Regions from separate parts of the Oryctolagus cuniculus genome. Here region 2 is linked to region 1. A link is a contact called in public Micro-C data. All regions are on one chromosome and are shown on one strand. Each heading gives the region's core, a stretch centred on a gene start, on an enhancer-like site or on the middle of the called end of the contact. The rest is flanking DNA. Distances are from core to core; before and after follow the strand shown. Region 1 has its middle 23 kb from the start of CEP63. Region 2 holds the start of AMOTL2 (angiomotin like 2).

The links. A called contact is a pair of places that touch in the nucleus more often than the background predicts.
Region 2: a Micro-C map of ear pinna shows a contact between it and region 1, with 2.9 times the contacts expected there. The contact joins the promoter of AMOTL2 here to the enhancer-like site in region 1. A contact is called at or near these places in 4 of 6 Hi-C or Micro-C datasets (ear pinna, psoas muscle, skin fibroblasts and 1 more).

The regions. Positions count from the first base shown.
Region 1 is chr4:146,980,608-146,986,406 of mOryCun1.1, reverse strand. No RefSeq gene overlaps it. Among named protein-coding and RNA genes, the nearest start is that of CEP63, 23 kb to the right of the region's middle. Within about 2 kb of position 2,191, at least 4 of the 8 cell types and tissues checked have an H3K27ac peak or open chromatin away from gene starts, as enhancers often do. A contact at or near this core is called in ear pinna, where this site is marked.
Region 2 is chr4:147,059,961-147,065,864 of mOryCun1.1, reverse strand. It overlaps AMOTL2 (angiomotin like 2), which reads right to left and starts at 3,602. Exons shown (of 10, transcript XM_051818603.2): 1 at 3,397-3,602; 2 at 149-934. The coding sequence starts at 873.

The sequences.
Region 1 (5,799 bases), core at 942-3,441:
CACCTGCACCTGCCCACACATCTGGCAGTTCCATCTAGGGGGGCTCCTTATACCTCTCAGTTCTGCTTCATGAGAAAAGAGCCTCGTAGAAATGGTACCTTTTATTTCATTACTAGAAAAATAACATTTTTTAAAAAAGATTTTTTTTTAATTTATTTGAGAGGTAGAGTTACAGAAAGTGAGAGGGAGAGAGAGCGAGCGAGAGAAAGATCTTCCATCTGTTGGTTCACACCCCAATTGCCTGCAATGGCCAGAGCTGAGCTGATCTGAAGCCAGGAGCTTCTTCCAGGTCTCCCACGTGGGTGCAGGGCCCCAAGCACTTGGGCCATCTTCTACTGCTTTCCCACGACACAGCAGAGAGCTGGATGGGAAGTGGAGCTGCCGGGACTAGAACTGGCACCTATATGGGATGCAGTGCCGCAGGCAGAGGATTAACCTACTACACCACAGTGCCAGCCCCCAAAATTACATTTTTATTACAGGTAATGTGGGAAAGTCACTAAATTCCAATAAAGAAAATAAGAGCCAACTATACCAACTGGAGCTTTCTCTCTGTGGACTACCTGAAACAGAAGAGGCTTCTAGAACAACTAACTTCAAACCTGCTCAAGTCTGATTTATCGCAGGATGTGAAGGGAGCAGCCCTGGAAAGGAGAGAAGAGAAACTTCAATTTTTCCTCTTTCTACTTGTGTGTGTGTGTATGTGTGTGTGTGTTTGACAGGCAGAGTGGACAGTGAGAGAGACAGACAGAGAGAAAGGTCTTCCTTTACCTTTGGTTCACCCTCCAATGGCCGCTGCGGCTGGCGCACCGTGCTGATCTGATGGCAGGAGCCAGGTACTTATCCTGGTCTCCCATGGGGTGCAGGGCAAGCACTTGGGCCATCCCCCACTGCATTCCCTGGCCACAGCAGAGAGCTGGCCTGGAAGAGGGGCAACCGGGACAGAATCCGGCGCCCTGACCGGGACCAGAACCCAGTGTGCTAGCACCGCAGGCAGAGGATTAGCCTAGTGAGCCGCGGCGCCGGCTTCTACTTGTGTGTTATTGGAATGTTTATGGAGCATTTGCTGGGTTTTAATAGCAAATGCAATTTTAAATGCTTTGAATAATAGCAAGATTTTTCAAAATGAAATTAAATAAAAACAAATACAATCTTAAGTGCTTTGAATAATAGCAATGTCTTTTAATGAAATTAAATAAAGACAAATGCAATCTTAAGTGCTATGAGTAATATAAATTAAAATAATACAATTTTAAATGCTTCAAGTAATAAAAAATTAGCCACTTATGATAAGCACTGCTGTTACTTGCTGTGTTTCTGCTGTTCTTTTTTCTCTCCATGGCACTTTCTTCATTCTGCGATGCTTGCATCATAATCTATACTTAATTTTCTGCTATTTTTTATTTTAATGTAACCTGATGTGACGCGCACTTTCCCACTGTGTTGCGTATTCTTGGGAAACCTAGAACTGGTGCCAGCAGTCTGATAGTGTGCCGTGAGGAGGGGGAACTCAGTGCGGGCAAAGCCTTGTGTTAAATCTGGGAAGGACGGGGAAGGTTGTCCCATTGGAGTCGGTCGTTTTGCAGACGAGAGAATGGCAGTGCAGTGGAGCCACCATCTGCCCCAGCGTGGCCAGCTGGACTGCCCCACCCCAACCAAGGGCCTGGCCTCCGCTCTCGCCACCCTCCCCTGTGGCCTCCTGGGCCCCCCCAGGGCACTTTTGGGAAGCTAACTGTAGGGCACTGCCTGCATTCCTTCTAGATTACATTCTGTAATTTGGGGGCTCATTATTGGTGGCTGTCAAGATCATTTTTTATCTTGTAACCATGAGCTCATGACGGGCAGTGCAGCCAACAGGAGAAACTGTGGCCTTTCCCTGTGTCATCCAAGCCGGGCTGCCCAGCCACCTGTGTGTCCCCAGGAAGGGGAAGCACTGTCACGAGTCTGACCAGATCGTTCCAGTAGCCAGTGGCAATTACAGGGAAGGGTGTTGATGAGCAGATCTGGACCCGTGTGTGCCTGGCATCCCCTGGGTTCTGACGCTCTGTGAACAGCAGCCAGCAGGATGCCTGGGCGCCGCCTGGGGCCAGGGCTCCCAGGATGCACGGGGAGTAATTGCTGGGTGGGGACAAGGAAGCGACGGAGGGCACTGACACTTGTGGCTGACCCTGTGCCCGGCTCAGGGGCCAGCTCAGGGTGTGGGTGACACAGTGGTCTCGGGGGGTCCTGGAGGGTCGGATCGGCGTGGACTTGGGGGAAGCAGGCAGAGAGAGGAGTCTGCCCCGCACTCCACTAGGGAACATCGCCTCCCCCTGAAGCTATGTTATTAAACTCTGATCAGACTGGAAGGGACTCACGATGACAGAGGAGCTTACTCATGTATGACCGGGGAGGATTCTGAGTTTTCCTGCACATTTTATGAAACGTATTTCATCCAAACTTCGCAAATGAGGTTTTGCCATCAGGATCTGTCATCACGAGAACCACTTTTTGAGTCATCTAACAGTTTTTTCCAGAGTGCGTCATGTTCACGCCCTCCTAAGTTATTTGAGGGATACCTCCTCCCCTCCCCCCGCTTTAAAACCTGTCTTCAAAAACACCGTGGCTCGGATTTATTCTGCACGGACCCTTTTCGCATCTTGCCTTTCAGAAATGCTTGATGTGGCTGGGACTGGCAGGCACCCGAACATGAGATTTCTGTTTATGGTGAAAGTTAATGCATTGACCATGTGCTAGTGCAAACTTCGAGTACAAATTCCTTTTGCCTGATGTTACAGCTCATTCTTGGACTGCAGTAGTTGGGTAATTTATCATCGTGAAAAATGGACTTTGAAATGTAACAGTCTGGAGCCAGCAGGGTGAGCAGCAAGGGAGAAGGGTGTTTACAGGGCAGCCGTTTCCATGGGAACAGAGTCAGAGCCCTGCTCTGGCTGCCCGGGCTAGGAGTTCATCCAGCATCCAGGTGATAGGAACAGGGCTCCAGGCTCGGCTCCCACTTGCTTTGCCGGGTACTGTGGGCAAGTCCCTCCGCCTCGTTGCACTTAGCTTCTTGTTTAGATTCACAGAACAGTTGCAAAGATAGGCAGCCTCCCCCGTGTTATTCTTCACCCAGCCTCTCAGACACGTGGCACACACACAGAGAATGCAGTGGCCGAAGCTGAGAAACTAACACAGATGCATCGCCACTAACTCGGCTGCTGACTTTTCCTTGGAGTTCACCAGTTTTGCCCCTGAGAGCCAGCCCAGGACACCCCAGCACATTCAGCTGTGCGCTCCTCCCGTTGGTCACCGCTTCTCGGTCCTGCTTGTTTACCACGACCTCCATCGCCATAGAGCGTACTGGCAGGAATATTGTGGAATGTCCCAACCTGTGATGGTTTTATTTACGTATTTAATTTTTTTTTTTTTACTTTATTTACTTGAAAGACAGAGTTAGAGAGGTAGAGACAGAGAGAGAAAGGAGTCTTCCATCCACTGGTTCACTATGCAAATGGCTGCAATGGCCAGAGCTGTGCGGATCCGAAGCCAAGAGCCAGGAGCTTCCTCTGGGCCTTCCACGTGGGTGCAGGGGCCAAGGACTTGGGCCGTCTTCTACTGCTTTCTCAGGCCATAGCAAAGACCTGGATCAGAAGAAGAGAAGCCAGGACTTGAACCAGTGCCCATATGGGATGCTGGCACTGCAGGCCGAGGCTTTACCAGCTATGCCACAGGGCCAGCCCCTATACATACATACATATATATTTATTTATAATATATATTTTTACAGGTAGAGTTATAAACAGTGAGAGACAGAGAGAAAGGTCTTCCTTCCGTTGGTTTACTCCCCAAATGGCCACTATGGCTGGTCCTGCGCTGATCTGAAGCCAGGAGCCAGGTGTTTCTTCCTGGTCTCCCATGACGGTGCAGGAGCCCAAGCACTTGGGCCATCCTCCACTGCCCTCCCGGGCCACAGCAGAGAGCTGGACTGGAAGAGGAGCAGCTGGGACTAGAACCCGGCGCCCATATGGGATGCTGGCGCCGCAGGCAAAGGATTAACCAAGTGAGCCACAGTGCCGGCCCCCTTATTTATATATTTTTAAAAAAATATTTATTTATTTGAAAGGCAGAGTTACAGAGAGGGGGAGAGACAAAGAGAGAGGCATCTGTTGCTTCACTTCCCAGATGGCCACAACGGCCAGGGCTAGGCAAGGCCAAAGCCAGGAGCTTCATCCAGATCTTCCATGTGGGTGGGTGCAGGGGCCCCAACATTTTGGCCACCTTTGCTACTTCTCCATGGCCACCAGCAGGGAGCTGGATCGGACATGGAGCAGCTGGGACTTGAACTGGCGCCCCTATGGGATGCAGGTTTTACTGTTACACTGCAATGCCAGCTCCTCAACCAGTAATACTTTTTTTAAGAGTGAAAAAAATGGAGTCTAGGGTTAGCAAATTAGGCCTCAGGGTTGCAAGTGACAGAAAGCCTGGCCGAGTATGGATTTATTGTCTAAGGGAACTTGAGTCCTGAAGCACATGTGGCTTTGAGATGACATTCATGGGGTCTACCCTGTCTCTTGCTTGGTACAACTGTCATTGGAACAGCTGGGTCATTCTCAGATATGCACTGACCACATGGTGACAAGGTGGCTGCCAGCAGCCTGCATGGTTACATCCATTTGTGGGTGTGTGTGTAGAGAGGGCTGGGGGTGGGTGCTTGCTTCTGTTTCACTTTCCCAACGAAGCTCGCATGGGCTCTGATTTGGCCATCTGCCTATTCCTCAGCCAGAAAGAGAATCTCTTTTCTGCCTGATGTGTGAGTTACCCATTGTGGCCACTATCTTGTAACTCCGAGGGGAGTATATAGTGCTGAAGACACAAGATCCTTATAGACAGCGCAGAGCCTGGGTTCCTGGCGATGCCATTTAGCTGGCCTCTGAGTCGCCATGATGAACTACAAAGTCCCCAGAAGGATTCACTAAGCTCCCTTGAGTCAGGTTTCATGTTCCTTGCAATCAGAACACAAGTGACACGTGGCACCACATTGTACCCATTTCCTTGGTTGTCTCCTGTGTTGGGATCGGCAGTCGCTGGCACCATGAGTGGGAAGCTCCCTTGGGTCTGTTCCACCATTTCATCAGAATGACTGCTGCACACTCCAGCTTCACCCGGGGATTTTGGGAAAGAACAGATGTGACAGCCTTGCATTCCAGATGACATGGGACAGTAGGGCAGCGGCCCCGAGGTTTCCTGCTCGGGAAAGATGGCAGACGGCGCGGGCACAGGCAGGAGGGCACTGGAAGGAGACAGCAGGTGCACCGCGCTGGGAGCAGAGCTATGCTCACGCCTCTGCTTACCTGACGCTCATCCACCTGGAGAGGGACCCCTGTGCCTGGAGAACACCCCCACACCATGCCCCAGTGACTGACAGGTGGGCACCCCGGGCTGAGAGGATCCCACGCGGGGCTCCATTCAGCCCAGCCTGTCCTGGTGTGGCTCCCGATGGCTGCTTCGAGCCATGGCTTCCCCAGTGAGGAACAGTCTCTGTGCACTGCAGGCAGGACCCCTGGAAGCGTGCTGCCTCCCTCCCTCTTCACCTCCTGGACCAGCCTTGCTTTACCGATCTATGTGGATGCAGCCTTTGCTTGCCGCTCCGGCTTTTCACAAATGAAGACAGTTTCAGCTTCTTGCTTCCCTCCCACGCACACTTTCTCACGCACAGACACATACTTAACATGACCTATCTCAGAGCTCTTGCAGGGCCACATAGTTTAGGCATGTACAGGAAGCCATTTATGAGGGGTTAATCCATGATTCATGGACATA
Region 2 (5,904 bases), core at 2,353-4,852, 78 kb before region 1:
GGAATGCCATGGATTCCTTCTGTGACCTCAGCCAGGCCCTCCCCGCTCAGGAAAGGCGGGGCTGGGGTGGGAGGGGCATTGCCAGCTCCAGCTCAGGTGTGAGCCCGGCCTCCCCGGGTAGGGGAGCCAGGTGGGAGCCGCTAGTTACCTGACTTCTGCGTGCTGAAAGTGCTGGCTGCCGCGGGCGCGGTACCGAGGCTCGGCAACAGCAGTGGTTGCGGTCTCGTGGGCTATGTGTGGGTACTGAGGCGGGGGTCCACGATGCTCGGGGCCCTCGGCAGGGGGCGCCCTGGCCAGGGGCCCTTGCTGGCTGCGCGCCAGCTGCGGGAAGCTGTGGGAGGAGCTCATGTGGCTGGGAGCCCGGGCGCCGTTCCTCTCCAGGGACAGCTGCAGGAGTCGTTCACTCAGGGAGCGCACGTGCCCGTGTCTCAGCTCCCGCAGGGCCTCATCCTGCCGCCGGCTGCCTCCAGGGGCCCCGACGACCACGACGGGCGCCCGGGGCCCCGCCTGCTGGGCCGCCGCATAGTACTGCGAATGGGCCTTGGCCTCCTCATAGGTGGGCAGCTCCTCGCCCTTGCCGGGCTGCGGGCACAGCCGGTAGAGGGTGTTCTCTGCCAGGTGGGGCTCACCGCCCTGGTGCTCCTGGCCCTGGGGCTCCTGCCTCGTGGCCTGCTGCAGCACCTGACTGTCCTCGGGTGCCAAGATCTCCAGGGAGGCCTGGGGGCTCCCTGTGCCCCCAGCTCCGGCCCCACCCCGCAGGGCCTGCTGCTGGATGGCCAGCAGCGTGCGGGTCTCAGTCAGGTTGCCGTAGCGTAGCTGCTCCTGGATGAGGCGGTGCAGCACTGTCCCTGAGGAATCTTCCAGCGTCCTCATGATTCTGTGGCTTGCACACACCTGCCTGGACAGTGGCCAGTGGCACCTGGCCCCAGAGCACCTGGCAAGAGAGAGAGAGAGAAGAGCAATCAGCGACAGTGCATGGGACAGGGGGAGCACTTTCCATCACAGAGAAGTGGAAAGCAGGAGCTAAAGCCCAAGGAGAGGTTGGGGGCTGATCCCACAAGCCTGGATGCAAGTGCAATAATGCTGCCACCTGCTAATTAAGTTACCTAACCACCAGGAAAATGCCTCATGGAGCTGGGAAGTAAAGGGACAAGGACTGTGGAGCTCCTGGCTCCCCACAGAGCCTTTGCAAACAGCTACCATTATAATGTTTCTCATGGAGACTTACTATGCCTAAAGAAAGACAATAGTAAACTAAGGCCAGGAACCATGGTCCCTGGCAGCAGGCCACCCATCCAACAGCCTGATGAGCCACTGCAGGGCACCCTAGTTGAGATCTAAGTGACCCATGCAGAAGGAGGCAGGGCCCCGGCTGCTGCCGATGACAGCAGGCCGGCAGAAGCCCTCGGCAGTCAATGCCCAGTGCAGCAGGCCTGAGCCCAGCCCGGGCTGGGCATTCAACCTACCACCCTCAGCACCGAGCCCCCCATCCACTCCTCTCCCTCTCCCTGAGCTCCTGGAGCACAGACATACACACCCCCAACGCCCCCACCCCCAACCCAGCTCTGCTTCACCAAGGGCTGCTCCGAGAACAGAACTGGAGCTCCCAGGCACAGGATGCCCTTGGCCGGTATTCCGCAAGGTGAACAGGAAGAAGGAGAAATTGCACCCGAGCTGGTGAAGGAGGGGATGAGAAAAGAAAGCCTGCCTGAAGACAAGGGTTTCATAAGGTGGGACGGAAGAAAGGTGGTGCTTAGCCAGGTTAGTGGTGGGTCGCCTGGTCCCTGTGTGAGAGAGCCGGGAAAGGATGGCATGGCAGCTATGATTTCAGGATCAGCCAGCCCTGCACCCTCCACTCCCCACTTGGAAAAGCCTCTGCTTGTTCTCAGATAGGCGCACAGCATCCTTGTCCACCTGTTACACCCACTGCCTGGAGGCGGAAGGGAGCAAGGAGGAGGTTCTTGGTTGTAGGCAGCTGAGACTGCGGGCTGTGAGCCTCAAGGGTGAACAAGGTCCAAAGAAGGTGCTCCCTTGTTGTAAGCCTGGGCTCCCAGGGAGCGGCTCCCGGCCTGGAAGGCGGCCCACCTCCCTCACCCAGCCTCCTTTCCACGGCCTCCTCCAACACAAACCTCCAAACTGGGATTCAGGGAATGCCAAACCAAACACTCACTGCCACAGGTCCTGCTCGTGTGGAGAGGGCTGCAATGCAGCCCCGTCTTCGGCCACAGACCCAAGTCCCGGGGCCCTGCCTCGGCTGGGGCTCGACACCGCGGGAGAGCAGCCTTTCCTGATCCACTCCCCCAACCCCTGGCCTCCAGCTGCCCAGAGCTGCGAGTGGGGGTGCGCCGGGTGGACACCTCGGTGCCCAGCCTCCCAGGCACTCAACCCCAGGGGCAAAAGCAGCCGCTGGGAGTCACTTCGCCAGCAGCTCAGCTGCGGACATTCCCTAAGTTAATCACCGTCTGGGCGGACTCCGCCGAGGCGGCCCCCCCGCGGCGAGGAGGCAGGCAGAGCTTTCGCCACAGATTCCAGGCGCGCCAACGGTGCGCCTGTCCCGGCGCGGAGCTAGAATAGGGGCATCGCCCCTCACTCGAGCATCCTTTCAGGCCCCTAAGGACCGCGCCGCTGAGATCGGCTCTCCCCACCCCGGCTGCGCCCGCGCGCCTCCTCGCTCCCTGAAAGCTGCCTTTCCAAGCGCGCATCGCCCGAGAAGCCAAAGCTACGGCGTCTTAAAGTCACGTCGCACCGGCCCGGGGCTGCCGGGGCTCCCGGCCGCGGCCTTCTGGGAACCCGGCGGTGGGGGGGTGGGGGGGACCAGGGGAGAGGTCTTTAAGCGTCGCGGACCCGCCCCCTCCTCCCTCCCGAGCCCTCTTTGTTTTCCAAATACTCCAGCGCTGACGTCACCGGGCTGGACAGCAGGCTGCATTCTTTCTAAGTGAGAGCCAGTTCGTGGCTCCAGAGAGGATTTTCCAAGGAAGACAAAGAGGAATTCTTGGGCTGCCGGGGGAAGAAGGGGTCAAAGACACCTGTAGCCCCCACCTAACCAAGCCAGCCCCCAAGGCCCTGCAACTGGAACTCCGAGCGGCGCCTGCGGCCAAGTCCCGCGTCCCGCCTAGTCCGACCCCGCCACCCCAAACACCGACCCAGTTCTCCCCGTCATCGGCCCCCTCCCCCAGCCCGGGCACCTGCACGCCTTTAAGAGTCCCCCCCAGGGTGCACAGCGCGGCTCCAGGAGGGGCCCTAACCCGGCACTGGGGCGGGCTGGAAAGGGTGCGCTGCGCCCCGAGGACGCTCCGCTCCCGGAAAAGGCCGGGCTGCGCGGGACCTCGGGCCTCGGCCCGGGAGCGTGGCGGTCGGCCTGGCGCGCTGGCCCGAGCGCCAAGCGGCCTTCCTTACCGCTGCGGCCCGCGGGCGCCTGGCGCAGTCCGATCCGACGACCCGGCCCCGCTCGGCTCGGCCCGGCTCGCGGCGGAGGTGTGCACTCGGCGGTGGCGCCGACGCTCTGGCCGCTCCGGCCGCAGCGCGCAGCCTCAGGGTCGGCCCGCGCTGGAGGCGGCTGCTATGCCAGGAATGTGAGAGTTTCAGGTTCCCCCTCGGGATCAAAGCGAACCACAAATAACCTCTCAGCGCGCCGCCCTCCTCCGCCCTCCGCCTCCTGCGGCTCCCTCCTCCGGCCCCCGCCTTCCTCCGGGGAGGCGGCGCTGAGGGCTGGGCGCGGGGCCGGCCCCGGAGCTCCGCTCCCCGGCCGCGCACGGCCCCCTCCGCGCGCTTGGCCGTCAGAGCTGCCGGGCACGATTTCACACCGCTCGGGCACCCAGTTCCTGCCTTGCTGTCGCCCTTCGTCCTTCAACTCGCCCGCGGCGCGTTCCGGGGGTGGCTTCGGAGGGGGCATGTACGGCGGGGACAGGGAGAGCAGTGGCCAGGCCAAGACAGGACGGTTCTTCCAGCCGCCCAGCCTCTTCCTAAGCCTCGCTGTTCTCACCCCCAGCGGCAACCTCTGAATTGCACTTTTATTGTTTACAAACATCTTCGCCCGCGCCTTGAGAACCTGCCTCCACAGGAAGTGTGTATCCGCGCTGAAAAATCTGGTTAATTTGAACCCCCCCCCCCCCCAGTGACTCATGGCCGCCAGGTGCTCCACTGTCTGTCGTCCAGGTGGTGGCCGGCGCCCCTCCACGAGAGCTGGCGGCAGGCAACCATCCGCTGGTGGCTTGGTCCCGCCTGTCGCCCTCTGAGGCAGTTCTGCTATCACAACCTCTGAGCACTTCTGCCACCAGAATCGTGGGTCCCACGCAGACCCACACAGGTGCCCTCCAATGTCCACCTGCCCTGTCCTGTTCCAGTCTCCTCTTCACCTCCCCCACACCCCTGCCTGCCAAGGGCCCTCCCCATACCCACCTCTGGGGCTCCAGGTGGCCGTGACTGTGGAAATCAAAACCTCCAACACCCCTGCCTCCTGTCCCCCAAGTTCTGTGTCGTTCTGGGGCCCTGGCCTAGTGGGGGGACTCCCAACACTAAAACCCTCCACTCCCCTTGAGGGCCCTTCAGCATAGAGTTGCAATTCCCAGGTTTCCCCAGAGGGAAGCAGGCACAAGGAAACTCAAGCTCAGTAGTCAGGGACAGGGTTAATTTTTAATAACACCCCCTCCCATTGTCTCTCTGTGTGTGTGTGTGTGTGCATAGTTTACCTGGAAGCTGAATATTGCATTCCAAATAGGATTGGATCTGAAATACGTGAAGAACGGGTTTTCTTGTGACAAGCTATGGGATAGTTGGCCCTCCCAGGGTTACCTCAGCAAGAGAAGCTGTGGCCAATATGCCTCTGCCCAATCTGAATACAATAGGTAGGTATTTTAGAAAAGGAGTAAGAGAGGGAAGAGGCCCCCAGGTGGCCTGGCCTTATGGACAACGTTCTTGGAAACACTTGGTGCGGGTATGAGTTGGGTGTGGGCAGGTGTACCCTGGGGTTGCAAAATCAGGGGAAAGACCACATGGGACAGTCCTGTATTGCAGGGGCATTGAGGGCAATACATTTATTTGTTTATTGGAAAGGCAGAGATATGGAGAGAGAAGGAAAGAGAGAGAGAAAGAGAGATCTTCCATCCACTGATTCACTCCCCAAATGGCTGCAACAGCCAGAGCTGGGCCAACCCAAAGCCGGGAACCAGGAGCTTCTTCTGGGTCTCCCATGTGGGTGCAGGGGCCCAAGCACTCAGGCCATCTTCCGTGGCTTTCCCAGGCACATTAGCATGGAGCTGGATCAGAAGTGGAGAATCCAGGACTTGAACCAGCGTCCATATGGGATGCTAACCCTGCAGGTAGAGGCTTAACCTTCTATGCCACAGCGCCAGCCCCAGGGGTACTGACTCGATATGCTGACAAAAAGGAGCCAGCTGGTTCAAGGCGGTTACATCTTGGAGTGGGCAAGGCTATTGTAAACCCAGCTGTTCGCCTCTGCACCACAGAGGGACAGAGGGGTCCCAAACCCTGGATAGGGAAATTTCCACACACTTTTCTTCTCTTCTCCTCCTCTCTCAAGAAGGGTGGGTGTCAGGGCCTCCCAGGCAGGGCTAGGCTGGGGGCCTATGCTGCCTGAGTGGGCAGAACACCCCGCAGAGTTGAGTGAGAGGTGACCACAGCTCAGCTGTGCAGCGGCAGGTGTGCACAGGCGACCCCTGGGCTGGCCAATCTGTTTGCATGTAAATTCTCATGGCCAACTGGGGAAGAGTGAGCCAGTGCATTCTTCCTGCCACTGCTGTCTCCCTCCCCCTCAGGGAATGATTCATCCCAGGTGACCGTGCGGCTGGCTGGGTCTGGGATCTTGCCTGGGAAAGGTGCGGAGGTGACCCAGTTCTCAGAGTAAGCCAGGCTTGAGGCCTTGGCTGGGCAGAGTGAAGCCCGCGG